5 separate regions of the Mus musculus genome follow, and all the other regions are linked to region 1. Evidence: chromatin contacts called from public Hi-C, HiChIP or PLAC-seq and promoter capture Hi-C data. All regions are on one chromosome and are shown on one strand. The core of a region is the stretch at or near the end of the contact, and the rest is flanking DNA. Distances in the headings are between cores, read along the strand shown. Region 1 holds the start of Slc46a3 (solute carrier family 46, member 3). Region 2 holds the start of B3glct (beta-3-glucosyltransferase). Region 3 holds the start of Wdr95 (WD40 repeat domain 95). Region 4 has its middle 12 kb from the start of Gm34700. Region 5 holds the start of Usp12 (ubiquitin specific peptidase 12).

The links. A called contact is a pair of places that touch in the nucleus more often than the background predicts. HiChIP or PLAC-seq counts read pairs in DNA pulled down with a chosen protein or histone mark. Capture Hi-C pulls out chosen DNA fragments and counts their contacts.
Region 2: an H3K27ac HiChIP or PLAC-seq map of thymic regulatory T cells shows a contact between it and region 1, with 9 times the contacts expected there. The contact joins the promoter of B3glct here to the promoter of Slc46a3 in region 1. A contact is called at or near these places in 1 of 484 Hi-C or Micro-C datasets (CD4 T cells), 1 of 115 datasets of contacts at active chromatin or transcription factors (thymic regulatory T cells) and 1 of 9 other capture datasets (liver).
Region 3: an H3K4me3 HiChIP or PLAC-seq map of embryonic stem cells shows a contact between it and region 1, with 6 times the contacts expected there. The contact joins the promoter of Wdr95 here to the promoter of Slc46a3 in region 1. A contact is called at or near these places in 1 of 39 promoter capture datasets (pre-B cells) and 1 of 115 datasets of contacts at active chromatin or transcription factors (embryonic stem cells).
Region 4: a contact with region 1 is called in a Hi-C map of the G1E-ER4 cell line, with 4 times the contacts expected there. The contact joins the enhancer-like site here to the promoter of Slc46a3 in region 1. A contact is called at or near these places in 3 of 39 promoter capture datasets (the 3T3-L1 cell line, the HPC-7 cell line and hippocampal neurons), 5 of 484 Hi-C or Micro-C datasets (B cells, the G1E-ER4 cell line and liver) and 4 of 115 datasets of contacts at active chromatin or transcription factors (embryonic forebrain, fibro-adipogenic progenitors, microglia and 1 more).
Region 5: a contact with region 1 is called in a promoter capture Hi-C map of adipose tissue, with 3 times the contacts expected there. The contact joins the promoter of Usp12 here to the promoter of Slc46a3 in region 1. A contact is called at or near these places in 3 of 39 promoter capture datasets (the 3T3-L1 cell line, the HPC-7 cell line and pre-B cells) and 1 of 9 other capture datasets (adipose tissue).

The regions. Positions count from the first base shown.
Region 1 is chr5:147,893,436-147,896,301 of GRCm38.p6, reverse strand. It overlaps Slc46a3 (solute carrier family 46, member 3), which reads left to right and starts at 1,487. Exons shown (of 6, transcript NM_027872.4): 1 at 1,487-1,821; 2 at 2,257-2,469. The coding sequence starts at 2,281.
Region 2 is chr5:149,676,711-149,679,576 of GRCm38.p6, reverse strand. It overlaps B3glct (beta-3-glucosyltransferase), which reads right to left and starts at 1,347. Exons shown (of 15, transcript NM_001081204.2): 1 at 1,198-1,347. The coding sequence starts at 1,240.
Region 3 is chr5:149,527,168-149,530,033 of GRCm38.p6, reverse strand. Wdr95 (WD40 repeat domain 95) reads right to left here and starts at 1,355. Exons shown (of 23, transcript NM_029440.3): 1 at 1,263-1,355. The region is part of intron 1 of Gm15997 (predicted gene 15997); the gene reads left to right.
Region 4 is chr5:146,686,670-146,689,535 of GRCm38.p6, reverse strand. No RefSeq gene overlaps it. Among named protein-coding and RNA genes, the nearest start is that of Gm34700, 12 kb to the left of the region's middle. Within about 2 kb of position 1,460, at least 55 of the 459 cell types and tissues checked have an H3K27ac peak or open chromatin away from gene starts, as enhancers often do. A contact at or near this core is called in B cells, the G1E-ER4 cell line, liver and 1 more, where this site is marked.
Region 5 is chr5:146,793,542-146,796,407 of GRCm38.p6, reverse strand. It overlaps Usp12 (ubiquitin specific peptidase 12), which reads left to right and starts at 1,452. Exons shown (of 9, transcript NM_011669.3): 1 at 1,452-1,793. The coding sequence starts at 1,746. It overlaps 1700041I07Rik (a long non-coding RNA gene), which reads right to left and starts at 583. Exons shown (of 2, transcript XR_377208.4): 1 at 286-583.

The DNA of each region.
Region 1 (2,866 bases), core at 238-2,737:
AGTAAGAAGAAGAAGAAGAAGAAGAAGAAAGAAAGAAAGAAAGAAAGAAAGAAAGAAAGAAGAAGAAGAAGAAGAAGAAGAAGAAGAAGAAGAAGAAGAAGAAGAAAAATTGTCAACAAGAGGTTGGAAATCAATCAAACTCTGTAGATCAGCTAGCAGCAATGTTTGTTATTTTAGGCATATGAAGATTGTACAGTGCTGTGAAACTGTCAAGAGTGCGATGTTGAGAGTTACTTCCTCAATTCTCTCTGTGGCTATCTAGAGTCATCAGATCGCCTTCTCTCCAGTACAGAATATCCTTTTCTGCTAGTCAGCTCCTTTAGCCGCCCTTCCCACTCTGAAGCTGTTCCAGATCTGCCTCGAGAGAGGGTGGTTCAGTGGTTAGGAGCATTGCACCAGTACTCTCATCTGGGCAAAAATAGCCCATAGTCTGGAGTGTTACTCCTTTATCAATAAGGCTCTGGCCCACATCTGACCTTGATCTCTAGATAAGAGTAAGAGGCGCATTTGCAGGATTGTCCCCCACTTCCTGACGCAACCACTCCAGCCTAAGGTCTTCCTTTTTTGGACGGGTCCCCAAATCACAGAACTCTCAGCTTGCTTCTCTTCCTCAGGAAGTAACCCCCTATCAGCTGCAGGTGTGCTCCAGCTGTGCGCGTTGGCGGCCATTAGCGGCGGTCCTACTGTCTAGGGTGTTGCCATGGCTTTGTGAGACTTACTTACATCTTCTCAACAGAGAAAGAGCCGACTTTCAGAGAGATTTAACAATCCCCTCCCCCGCAACTCAGCAGGGGTGGCTGGAGAGAAGCTCACTAATGAAGAACACTTACTGCTCTGGGTTCCGTTTCTACGCTCTCAGGGCAGCTCACAACTGCCTGTAACACAAATTCTAGCACCATTTTCTGACCTCTGCTCGGCGTGGGCATACACATAAAATAAATGACTACGTAAAATGTAGTGAATATTTCGTTTAAATTTTCCCAAGGCCAACAACTCCCCTACTCGGAACTCTTCTCCTCTCATGAACTTTCAGTGTCTTCTCTCTCACATTGCTTGTGCAGACGCTTGCTGGGTCCACCGGAATGCTGCAGTGAACTGCAACCCTAGCGTATGACGTTTCCAACCACTTATTATTATCATCATTATTATCATTATTATTATTATCATTATCTGCTTTGGACAGGAGTCTTGTTATATCGTTGGGCTAGTCTCGAACTCTCGATCCAGATACCTATGACTCCACGGCGCTTCAGCGAAAACCAATAATCCTATCCAGATACGCTTAGCAGAACCTTCGCAGAGCTGCCGGGATCACCCAACTTGCCCAGCAACTCGGGGAGATTCAGCCGCTGAACCTTCGGGGGCGGGTGCAAGAGAATGACACTGCGCTAGACCAATCGCTACGGGGGCGCCGGCCGCCATACCCAATCACAAGCGAGCTAGGGAAGCGGGTGACAGCTCCGGCCGAAGATTGCCAGCTCTTGGCAGAGTGATGATGCTCGGCGGCCGAGTCACCACTAGGGCCCAAAGACCAAGAGTGCGGCGGCGCGGGGAGCGGCGGGGACTGAGTCCAGGGCCAACAGAGTCCGGGAGGTGCGCTTATTTCTCTTTGCCTTCTAACAGGGCTCGAGTGTCCCGTCCCAAGGGACGTCCCCCTGTTGCGGTCTAGCTCCACCTCGCTGCCCCTTCCTTTGGCTCTTCCCAGCTGGCGAACCGTGCTGAAAACCCGGGGGCGCTACGCCCCGCACTGGGTAACGGAGAACACAGTCCCGACTACGGTCCCACCTGTGCCTAGCCTAGCAGGAAAACTGTAACCGTGGGGTGAGTTTTAAAAACGAAAACAGAAACTAAACTCCCCTTCCGATCGGGAGCTGCTTTTTACAAGGCCCTTAACCTGCAGCCAAAATAATAGTAATTACATAACCTCCGGGTCCCCGGGTAACTTCATTGTTTACCTTATGGGAACCGGCCGGTGCTGTTCTGCTCAGCACTGTGAGCATTAGCTAAGCGGAGTCGGGGGCGGAGGTTGACTTAGTCCCTGCTCCTCGGAGAGAACTAGGGTACCCTCTCCCGGCAAGGGCACTCTCTCAGAAATCTGGAACTCTTTTTGCTTGCTAATGTTTGTTTATGACACATTGTTCCAACTTCCCCACTTTTGAGAATTTAGCCTCTGGGATAAAAAATCAACTGATGATTTCTATCCCCCCCCCCCACACTCGCCCCGTTTCTCTCCTCCCGCTTCCCGCTCTGCAATAGACTCGATCTGCCCACTTGAGCAATATGAAGATTTCATTCATAGAGCCCGCCATTCTCCTGAACGCGTTTGCTATGACTCTGACCATCCCGCTGACAGCGCAGTACGTGTACCGGAGGATCTGGGAGGAAACCGGTAACTACACCTTTGCTTCCAATAGCAATGGCTCTGAGTGTGACCAAAACAAAAGCAGCTCCATCTTTGCATTCCGGGAGGTAAGAAATTAAAATTAAAACCTCCCATCCTGGAGTCACAGGGAATGGAAACAGGTTCCAAACCAAAGAGGCTCTCCAAGGTGTGACCACACACACACACACACACACACACACACACACACACACACACTGAAATTAAGCCACCTTCTCTCTGTTCCTATTTCGGTTAATAGTTCCTCTTGACACCTTTAATCTGGCTCTTTCTAACTCTCTAAGGCACCTCCACTCCTGTCCCCAATCCCCACCCACCTTGTGGGACCAACTCTTTTATCCTTAGGAAATCTCACTACAATCTCACCCACTCTTCCTTGGTCTCTTGAATAACAAAAGTCCAGAAAAACTGACCAGAGTCAGCTGCCTCCCATGGGGGCGGGGCAGCAATTGTTGAGGTCTGGAG
Region 2 (2,866 bases), core at 98-2,597, 1.8 Mb before region 1:
TCCCCTCCTTGCCCAACTGCATTAGGAGGAAGGCAGGCCAAGTTTGTAGGTTCCTAGGGAGTGGTACACAAAGAGAGGAGGTCTCTGGGAAATTGCAGGAGCTGAGGGTACAGGGTGGGGGTGACGCAAGGGATACGGGGAGGGGGGCGCGCCTTGGGGCGTGCTAATGGCTGTATCAGGGTTCTGTAAAGCTGGGTAGGGTCTCAAGGAACACACGATGGGATGCATGGAGTATTTAAGGCAAAACGGTGTGTGCTTGACTGGGGCGATGGGCGGGGGTGGGGGTGGGGTGTAGATAGTGGGACACCGGTCATGCACAGCAGGAGATCCAGGGTACATACGGAGGAGTGGGAAAAGGGGTGCCCATGGCCGAGTGCAGGTTGTCCACAACAGGAGGTACAGGGTGCACAGGGCGGAACACGGGGGATGCACAAGGTAGAGAGCGGGGTGCACACAGTGGGATGCGGGGTATGCACGGTGAGGTGGGATACGGTATTCAAGGTCGGGAGGGGTGAAACTTGGGATATGCACCTCCAGGCACTGGGAATGCACATGGAGGATCGAGGGGTGTGCACAAGGTGGGGCGCGGGGATGCACATCTAGGGGTATGGGATGCACAACTATGGGACCCATGAGTGCACAGCTGTGGGACACAGGGGCACACGGTAGAGAGCAGGGGGTGTACGGCCGGGCACGGAGTAAGCACAAGCAGAGGGTGCACACGGTGGGGCGCACGGAGTGTACACAGTGGGGCGCAGAGTGCACACGGCGGGCCGTGGCATGAATGCCGTGGGGCGTAGGATAGCTACGGTGGAGTGCGGAGTGCACACCGCGGAGCGCGGCAAGCATTCGGCGGGGCGCTGGGGGCGCACAGGGCGGGGTGCTCATAGTGGGGCGCGAGGTGTGCACCGCAGGGCGCACGGGCGGCGCGCAGGGGCGGGAAAGGCGCGGCCTCTTGTAAAGTTTCTAGCAGTTGCGCGGCTCTGGCTCCCGACCCGGCCGCGCCCTCCCCACCAGCCCGCGTGCCCCGGCGGAAGGAGGCGGAGATGGAGAGGGCGCGGGCCGAGGGTGGCGCCACTAGAGGGCGCTGCGGCCGGGACGGGGCGGGACGGGGCGGGCGGCAGCCGGAACCGCGCGGGGGTGGCCAGCAGCCCCGGGACTCCCTCCCCGCGCCCGCCCGGGCCGCTCGCTACTTACCCGCGGAGCAGCTGAACAGCGCCAGCAGCGCGGGAGGCCGCATCCCGGAGGCAGAGGCTCCGCGCCCTTCCCGGAGCCGAGCTGCGCGGACGCCCTGCGCGCCTGACCCTTCTCGCGCTCCCCTCCTCCTTCCCGGCGCCGCGCCGGCTCGGGCTGCGCCCTCTGGCGGCCGGGATCGGGAGCGCCCCGGTGTACGCTCGCAACCGGCGCGGTTGTAGGTGGTCCTGCTGCCCAGCTGGACCGCGCCCTCCTCTGGGCATCTGACCTCAGAGCTTCTTTTCTGACCCTCTGACAAACTCTGCCGTCATGCCCTTCGCTTCCCAGAACTTCTTTCCCCATCCCTAGCAGTAGATCACCCTTACTGTCCTCAAAGTGAAGGAAGAAGGATCGTTTTTTTCTTCCCTGCTAATGGACTATCTTCAGTTTTTATAAAAAGCAAAATCGATAATTCAACTCTTAATATTGTTGGCACCGATGTTCTACTTTGATGAAGGTGTTTTTAATCAGCTCAACTAATTTACTTAATATCCTCTTCTTAAATGGAATTTGATTAATAGCTTTGGCCCGGAGTTTTGCTCTTAATAGATGTTGGTGTAAAGCTAAATTTTTATTAATGTTATTTTGAGTGTTCACTGTGATGGAAGAGAGAGGGTATTCAAGATACTTGATGAAAATGAATCAATTAAGAACACAGAGAAGAGTGAGGTGGAAAAGTCACATAAGCAGAGTTCCTTCCAGCACAGAATCCTGAAGGGTCTCCCTCCCACCCTGGAAGAGTTCCACCTGAGGACCTTACAGTTACATTGTAGTGAACCAAAGAGGGAAACAATTACAGGGAAGAATTAGAGGGACCCTTCCCAGAAACACAGTTTCTCCTGCATCTCCAAGGATGTAAAAAAGACTGACTGAGCAACCCTGGCTTGTGTTTAGATGATGCGAGGCTAGAGGGCAGCTAGAGTTGCCTTTCAGCCACTGTGGTCACAGGACAAATGACTCACCGAACATCTCCCCCAACCACAGGTAGTAAAACTCTAGGGCAAGCCTGCTCATAAAGACTTTGGCAGTCATATTTCTTAGTTTCTGTGTGTTTCTTGTTGACTGGTGCCAGTCTCTTGACTGATGAAGACCAGCGCTACAGTTTTTCCAAATTCTTGGTTGGCTGCTTTAACTCCTTGGGCTTTCTTGGGAAGTTCTAAAGCTGATAGACAGTTTCCCATTGCTAAAGTTTTCTAGCATTCTCCTAGGAAATATTCCTTCCCTTTGTTAGACACCGTACCTATAAACAAGATGTAAATAGAGAGAAAAATCTAGTAGCCAAGTAACACAACTGAGGACCCTACTTTGGTAGCAAACAACTTTGAGGGCTTAGTGGATCAGACTTTTCATTGAAATTATCCTGGAAGGATGGAGAGGTGACTCAGTGATTAAGACCATGTACTACTCTCCTGGAGGGCCTGAGTTCCATTCCTACATCCACATTTGTTGGCTTATGACTGCCAGTAACTCAAACTCCAGAGTGGCCGATCCGATGATCCATCTGATGCCTCTGGCTTCTGCAGATACTGGCATCTCACGCACAGGCCTACACATAGGGTTACACATCTGCACATAAGTAAAAGTCAATCAAATACAAATTTTTAATTGAAATTTTCATCATGATCCAACATGA
Region 3 (2,866 bases), core at 106-2,605, 1.6 Mb before region 1:
CTCCTGCAAGAAAGCAAGATGGCAGCTTGTTACCAGCTAGATCATGTTGAGACCCCTTAGCCTTCAAGCCTCCACCAACACAGCCCCTCATTCGTTCATCATCTCCACTCCTGTGCTCTGAACTCGAGCTTCCTTCCAGTCCACCTAGCTACCTACCCACTTCTTTCCCTGCCCACCAAGGCTGTGCCCGGTTTATGCAGTGCCATTCACAGGCCGCCCTCTCCCTACCTGGAGTTGGTACATGTATGGAGTTGGCTCATAAAGCTCTCTTCCCTCGATCCAGTCCAGTGACTACTTTAGCGGTGCCAATACCGAGGATAGCTATCCCATACCTGGTGTTATTAGTGTTAGCACGTTAGCATTCCTTCTAGGTTCCTCCCAACAGTTAGTTACCTAGCAACAGCCAGGTGGGAGCCTGGGTTGCTATAAAAAGAACTGTTTGGCCTCTCTTCACTCTCTCTGACCCCTTTCTCTCTCTCTCTCTTTCTCTGACCCCCCCACCCTCCCTCTCCCCATCTTTTTCTGTCCCTTCTTTTTCTCTACTTCAACTCCTTTCTCAACCCCCTTCCCATGCCTCAAGTGAACATTTTATACTAGACCCGTGTTGTATGACTGGTACCTGGGGACAGGGGGCACCCACTAAGACACCCCCTCCCAGTGAAGCATACCGCGCTTTACAAAACATATCAAGTAGCACGGTTGAGTTCTTACTATATGTCATCACTAATTCAGTTACCTCTAAAAATAATTCCAAGAGAGGACTAAGGCAACCTTGGCCCAAATCACATCAACATTTGACACCCAGTCCGAGTCTTTACTAGTCACTAAATAGACACACTTTAAAAAAAAAAAAAAAAACTTCCCAAAGCACATTTATTGTGTGATCCTCCCCCCCCCCCCGCCCCCTTAAAGGGCCTAGCTAGATACTGAACACACGATATGTCTTTGATCCACTCACTGATTTGAGCTTCTAGCTTCCAGACTTAAGAATACCACGACCCCAGATGAGCAATTTATGGAAACAACAGTCACCAAGATCATTTGCCCTGGTCAATGACAGATGATAAACCATATCAGGACAAAGTGACCCGCAACATCCTGATAAGAAACCATCTCAGCCTCTGTGGGCTCCTTTTTCCTCTTTCTTTCCTCTTTTGGAAGAAGAAAATCCAGATCAGACACCTGAGAACTCATTGCTATTCTGTAGTCAGGTTGCTTCCAACTCTTTTATTCAAACCACCCCAGGGGCCTTGTGACATTACCTGCTAACGATTCTAACTCATCTTTCCAAACAAAGAGGCATCAGCCTGTCAAACAGCAACAGCCTTCCATCAACAGAGAGCTGAGGTCTCCTCCAGACTGGCAGAATGGGTGAGCGCTTACCGTACTCCCCATCCCCCACCCCGCGCCAGGGCCCTATGTGAATTTCTATGGGGTAATATTTACAGTGCTGGATGGCTGGGCCCTGTGGAGCTTAATGGGCTTCTTAATAAAGGCAGGCTTCATTAAGACAGAGAGCGCGGGGCGTCGTGCCCTTGCTTTGGAGGAGAGGACAAGCCAGCACAAGACGAATGCTCTCCCTCCGCTCGAAAATCATGCGGGTCAAGTGCCTTGTCACGCATTAACAGTCTTTTAAGTTGCTAGGCAGATCGAGAGGAGCCGAGCGGATAAACCAAGGCGGAGGAATTATGAGACCCATCCTGGTAGCACAAACGCTGGAACACAGAGCTGCCTTTAAACAAAGTAATTTGCTAAATGAGCGGCTGGCGGGTTTCCAGATGGCCAATGTGACACGGGCTTGGATGAATCCTTTCTTCAATCACGCGTTTGTCTGGACTGAGACATGAAAGGCCAGGTCAGAGCTACTGCGGTGGCTGCTGTAGCTTTGAAGCCCTTACATAAAACTCTACTGGTGTGGAACTCCGGCAGCTCCAGTGTGGCAGCTGGCGCGGGTGCCCTGGCGTTGGTGCTTGGGAGGCCACTAAGACAGCTGCTCCTTAAGCGGGAGGACAGCCAGCTCAGAACAGGGCTTCTCTGTCTTGCCTACCGCTTCGCTTCACACCAGGTCTCTGGGCAGGTGACCTTAGTACCAGATGAAACTGTAGTTGAAGTCTAAGAAGCAGAAATGTTGTAATTTTAAATATGAATTATTAAGAATCACTTAAAATCATTTCCATGAGTTTTGTCTTTCTTCCTTCAGTCCTGAATGATGTGTTTAAAATAAATAAATAAATAAATAAATAAATAAATAAATAAATAAATAGGAGATATGTGCTATGAGGTGTGGTGAGGTGTGGGAGAAGGGAATGTCTCAGCGGGCCCATGCCGAGGCATCCCTTCCCCATGAGGGACCAGCCACAGGTATAGTATAGTATAGTATAGTATAGTATAGTATAGTATAGTATAGAATAGAGTTTATTCAGGGCATGGGGAGGGGAGTTAAGAGGGCAGTGGAGGCAGAGAAAGGCAGAGAGAGGGAGAGTAGAGAAGTAGAGGAGTAGAGGCCAGCCATGAGCACGTGGAGGGGGGCGGGGAAGAGGCGAGGGGACAGAGTGGGAACAAGAGAGCAAGAGAACAAGAGGGAGAGGAGTGGGCAAGCAGCCCCTTTTATAGTGGGTCAGGCCTACCTGCCTGTTGCCAGGTAACTGTGGGGTGGAGTTTAGACAGAATTCTGACGCTGAACCCAGGACCTTATAAATGTTAGGTAAGCACTCTACCACTGAGGTACACCCCAGACCTCTAAGTCAGTTTGGAAATGCCCAAGATGGATGGAAAAAAAATCTACCTTAATTTTAATTTAGATTTAATGGAGGATGTATACAAGTCCTAGTTTTCAGACATGGTCTCTCTCAGCTGTGTCCCCTTT
Region 4 (2,866 bases), core at 211-2,710, 1.2 Mb after region 1:
GCCCTCATTCAGTCTCACCTATCTCCATCCGTCCCCAACACAAATTCCTTTTTGCAAGTTCCCTATTGTTTCTGGGTTCAGCCCAACACCAAACATCAGACCAGGAAACCCAAAGCAAGATTCCCTATGTGACAGGTGCATATCAAACTGGGCTACATCCTAAGACCTTCCCACCTCACAAAAGGCTCCACAGAGGCCCCTGCTGTCTTTGTAAAGTGAAAACATCACAGGCATTTCTAGATATCTGCAGGATATTGGCTCCAGTATCACCCAGCTATCAAACCAGATATCAAAACCCAAGGATGTCCCTTCTTCTAACCTGCATTTTAAATTTTTAATTTTACGTGTATGAGTGTTTTGCCTGTATATATGTCAGTATACCATGTGCGTGTCTGGTGCCTGCCTGCAGAGACCAGAAGAGGGCACTTGATCCTCTGGAAGTGGAGTTATTGACAATTGTGAGCTACCAGGTAGGTGCTGGAATTCGAACTGGGGTCTGCCGGGAGAGCCGCCAGCCTGTGCTTACTCACCGAACCATCTCTCCAGCCTCACCCAGAACCTGCGTTTTTGACATGCTGGCCAAAGCTATACACAACCTATATTCCCCAGGGAAATAAACTAATGGAAGGAGTGGACTTCAACCATAGGTACCAGGATGCTGAGAGAAGCCAGATGCAATAGAACATTCAGGAAACGGAGACCTTTGATGGTGGCCAGGATGAGGGTCACTCTGACTTGGGGTACCTGGGGTTAGTCCCAACTAACTGGCCAAGCTCTGTTTTGAATTTGTTCAAGTTAGGTAGGCAGACTTGCTTCATGGGAATTTATCAAGTTGCAACCAAACATGCTTCTCTATATTTGTGTTACGTTCTAAGGTTTTCTAGAAGTCTCCCTTCGGCCACCAAGTTTACTTTGGATATTTGGGGATACTTCAGTCAGTTCCATTGGTAAGTGACCTGCTTTTTCTTTCTTCTTTCATTTATTTTGAGATAGAATCTCGTAGCTCTGGCTGTCCTGGAACTCTATGTCGACAGGCTGGCCTTGAACTCACAGAGTTTTGCCTTCCCTCTGCCTTTGGAGTGCTGGGATTAAAGGCGCGTGTACACCGGTTCTAGCCCTGCGTGTTTGTTTTCCATCTCACCCCAGAGCACCGCAGTTGCAGCGTGTTCCTCCCCGTCCTTGATTATTTGAAGCCACAGGGAGGATGTCAGAAAACAGAAGGTTCATCCCCAGGGTGCAGCAGCTGCTTTTGTGTTAAGGTGGCCGTCACAGCCATCCCACACGGGTGGAAAACTCGAAGCCTAGCCTACTGCACTCAGTAAGCGTGACCTCATGTCACTCTGGGTCAACCGGTGTGGGACTCCAGCTTCAGGCCCGCCTCTTTGCAAGCAGAGGGTGACATGGCCCCGTTGTCAGGTCAGGTGGAGGAGGAAGTGAGGAGCTGGGGGCATGAGGCTTGCCTGCCCTGAGAGTGGCACTCACCAAGTTATGCATTAACCAGGGATCAGCCCTGTGGCAGGCCGGGACTGCAATAGCAAACCGAAAGGAGATGTTTATAGCTGGCGAGTGGATGTCTAATAAATTACCTCTCCTGCCAAAAAAATGTGCCCTCTCCCCTTTGCATGTCACCTTGTCACAAAATTGAAATGTCAGGTGAGCAAATACCAGGGTCCGACAAGCAAAGAGACCCCCTCCTCCCGACAGGAGGGTCACAAAGCTTCCCTCTTCCTGACCTGAGAGTTTCATTATCACCCGGGAACAGATTGTGTGGATAATACGGGGCCCCGGGGGCTGAGGGAGCCAGGGAGGTCCAGGAGGCCAAGGGAGGATAGGGTGCCCAGGTGGTGTGAGCTAATGGGTAGCACCCTGGATGTGCGAAGCCTGCTCAGGAATTGAATATTCTGTGTTTCTTGTTCTAGGGCAGCAAAAAGCAACAGCGTGTGGGGGTAGGGGTGGGGGTGGGGTTGGGGGTGGGGGTGGGGGTGGGGTGAGTGGCTTTCGTCATGGGCCCCGATGCCACTCACATTGAGCAGCCCTCCTGAGGATATGAGTACCGTCACTTCCAAAATTCTGGGGAGTGAGACAGGGGAGGGAGAAATTGAGCCCCGCGGGAATGGCCCGCTGCCCGTTCATCCTGAGGCCCTATCTGTACCCATAAAGCGGAGGTGAGTTCTGACCCACGTTGGCGCATCTCCCTCCCATCCCTCCATCTCCCTTTCTCACCCTCCCCTGCCTCCTTTCGCATTTCTCTTCCTCGACTATCTATTAAGCACCAAGTGTGTGCGGTCTCTGCGGGAGCAGCATGGTATGCAGAAAGAACGCAGAGTGTGGATCTTGCTGCGTGCATTTACCACCGGTTGGGAGAGACCCAAGCATGCAGGGCCACCTCTGACCACAGGTGGCCAGTGACCTCTTGGGAAGTCCCTTTCTAGGCAGATACAAGCGGTGAGATCAGGGCTCGGGGAGCAGGTGGGTGCTCTCGCTTTGGGCAGGAGCAGCAGCTCATGGGCAGGGGCTGTGTGGAAAGGCCAGGCATCCCCTGGCCATGGACAAAGCCTGATGCCGTCTTCTCTTGGAGGCAGCTCGATTTGTCTAAAGGTGCCTGGGCTTTACAACCAAACTTGAAAAATAATCAATCACGAAGTACATATAAGGCAAGGCTTCCCATCTTAACTGTTAAATGCACGCTGTCAGCATTATTACATTCACACGGCTACAGAGCCGTCACCGGCGGCCCTGTCTAGAACGGTTTTCATTTTGCAGGATGGAGACTGCACTTCTTAAACAGTTGCTCCCCGTTCCCCACTCCTCTAGGTCCCGGAAGCCTCCATTCTACTTCCCGTCTGTCTCCAGACTGACTGCTCTA
Region 5 (2,866 bases), core at 203-2,702, 1.1 Mb after region 1:
TTTGCTATTTAGTCCAGGCTGCCCTTGAACTCACAGAGACTCACCTTTCTCTGTTTCCTATGCTGGGATTGTAGGTGCATGTCACAATTCCCTGTGACTGGCTTTTCATTCATTTATTTTTTTGGGGACAAGGACTCAAGTGATCCAGGCTGGTCTTGAACTCATTAAATAGCTGAGGATGACCTTACCATAGTAGGATTAGCACTTCAGCTGAGGATATGAAACCTCAGAACACCTACACAAACACTTCGCCAACTAAGCCATATGTCCAGCTCCCATCCTTACCTTTAAAATATAGATGTTGTACGACCATGCTCTATGCTTGTGGAGTCTAGAGTGGCGAGCAACGCGACAAACATTGCATAGATCTGAACTGGTGTAAACCAGAGTCCAAGCCCCTGCCGTGGTATCTACAGAAAAGCGGGAGGCCTAGCCACTACGAAGGTAGATACCTGGAGAATAAGCAGCTGCCAGAATACTTAGCTGTATTCAGTGGGTGTTCCCCTCCCCCAACGCTTACAATGGAATTGCTATGGAAACAGTATTCATGTACCAGAAATCTGTTTCTCGACTAAATTTTGTTCAAATTCTCGGTCTTTTGAATGCTTTGGACTATGAAGTGAGGCTTATCAGATTTTAGAGCTTTCGTCGGAATTTAGGCCCCAAGTTCCACAGACCCGGTGTGGTGGGGAGTTGGGTGGAAGGCAGAAAAGGTCCTACCCTCAGATCACCAATCAAAACAAATCACAGGCTTTTTAAAGTAGTAATTTATGAAGTTTTATGAATTTTCTGCCGGTAGAAAATAGGAAGCGTTCATCCACTAGCTAACACGGTCTATGTGCTCCTCACACATTGGCTTCGGCTTCTTACTTGGGACATACCACCCTGTTACAAATTCCAAGTTGGTATCCCACTGTTTTTCAGGATTGGCTCCCCTTCCTCTTCTCCCCCACTACTGCTAATTCATAGAGTTAAATCTTGTCTTTTTATCTAATTAGCCTTTTCTTAGGGAATTAGGCCCAGATGATTCACCCCAGAAAAACATCCAAGTGCTTGGGACTCTGGCGGGGTTGCCTTCCAACCCATCCAGTTTCCCAGATATGGTCTCCGTCTTCTGTTTCAACTGACTGTCAGTCGCTCTAAAGGCTGCTTGATGTCACAGACGCCGCAGAGCAAAGGCTCGATCCCCTAAAGACCCGCTCTTGCAAGCTAAGGTAGGTGCTTCACGTCGGCGCTAGGACCCATCTGCAGGAGGAACGCGGCACGGGTCTCGCCCCGCCCCAACGCGCACTGGGTGGAGCCGTCCTCCCCAAGCTCGCCCCCCCCCCGTGGGAGGGCGGGGCACCATGGGCGTGGCACAGCTGCGGTGGGCGTGGCGGCGCCGGAGGCGGGCGGGGCGGAAGGACGCTGCCCGGTCGTCGGGGCGGTAGGGCCTGCGCGGAGCTCTCTCCCCAGCGCGCTGGGCGGGGTGTGCTGTGAGCGGCTTCCCGGGCAGGCGCGGGCCCTGAGGCGGCGGCTGCGCCGTGCGCCGGGGCGGAGCCGGGGGCGGGCGGGCGGCCGGCGGGCGGGGGCTGGGCCGGAGGAAGCCTGAGCGCCCGCGGCGACGACGGCAGCGGCGGCCCAGCAGGCTAGAAGCGTGGGTCGGCGGCGGCTCCGGGTGCGGCCGCGGGCTGCGGAGCGAGCGGGCGGCCCGGCTCCCCGCGTCCCCCGCCCGCCGCGACTGTCTGGAAGATGGCGCCGGGCGGATGGAAATCCTAATGACAGTCTCCAAATTCGCCTCCATCTGTACCATGGTAGGTGCGGCGGCAGCGCGGCCCGGGGGGCCGGTCCCCGCCTTCGAGGCGCCGCCCGCGGGCCTGGTCGTGTGCGGGCGGACCGGGCGCGGGGCCGAGTGGCCGCGGGGAAGGCGTGCTGGACACGGCAGGCGGGGCCGGGACACTGGGGATAGGACCGACCGGGGCTCGGGGTTGGGTCCTGACCACGGGGTCGCAGTTGAGGACGGGGAGCTCTGGGTCTGGGCACCGGGGACTCGGGGACTGTGGCTGGGGACTAGGGCCTGGGGGCTCAGGGACGGGGTTGGGGGTAAGGGCTGCAGACTGGGGTTGGGGACTTGGGGACTCGAGGTGTGGACTGAGGTTGGAGGCTGGAGCCGGGACTTTAAACTGGGGACTGGTACCGGGAAGCGAGGGGATTGTGCCAGGGGAAGGGACGCGGCATTTCCTTGGGGCCCTGCGCGGGGCAGGGCGGGGGTCTGCGGCAGGAAGGAAGGGTCTCGATCCTACTGGAAGACGGAAGTCCTGGCGGAGTTCCTCCTCGGGTTAGGTGGAGCCCCAGGCCCTGGCTCGGGAAGGGGGCGTGTGAAGGTGGAAACTTTTAAGAGTGCTGTTGAAATGTTTTCTTATTTTCAACTCTCTGAAGCGATAGGAACTCTTGCGGCTTCCAACCTGTGTCCGTCCAGATGGCAGCCTTGTCTCTGGGAATCTGTGTTAATCTTGAAAAGCTGCATTCGCTTTCCTGTCATTTGTTTATTTTAATAGAGCAGACACCGCTGTGTGGGGTTGAAGTACACAGATTCCCCCGAAAAAAACGAAACGCGCGCGGGTGGGTTCCAAACGTGTTTTTGTGCATTGCCAGAAGCACCACGGCTTCCCACGTGATAAAGCAAATCCATTACCTCCTTTATGAACTTCGCCGTAGAGATTGTGATTTATGAATCAATGAAAAAAGTTACTCTTTGCAGTGTGGGTCTGGAGTTATTTACCAAAGACCTGCACCTGCTTCATCTCCGTTTTTGTGTTCTGGGTTGTATCTAGGAGATTCTCCAAACCATCTTCCACCTGCAAGTGATCTGTGGTTGTGTGTGAGT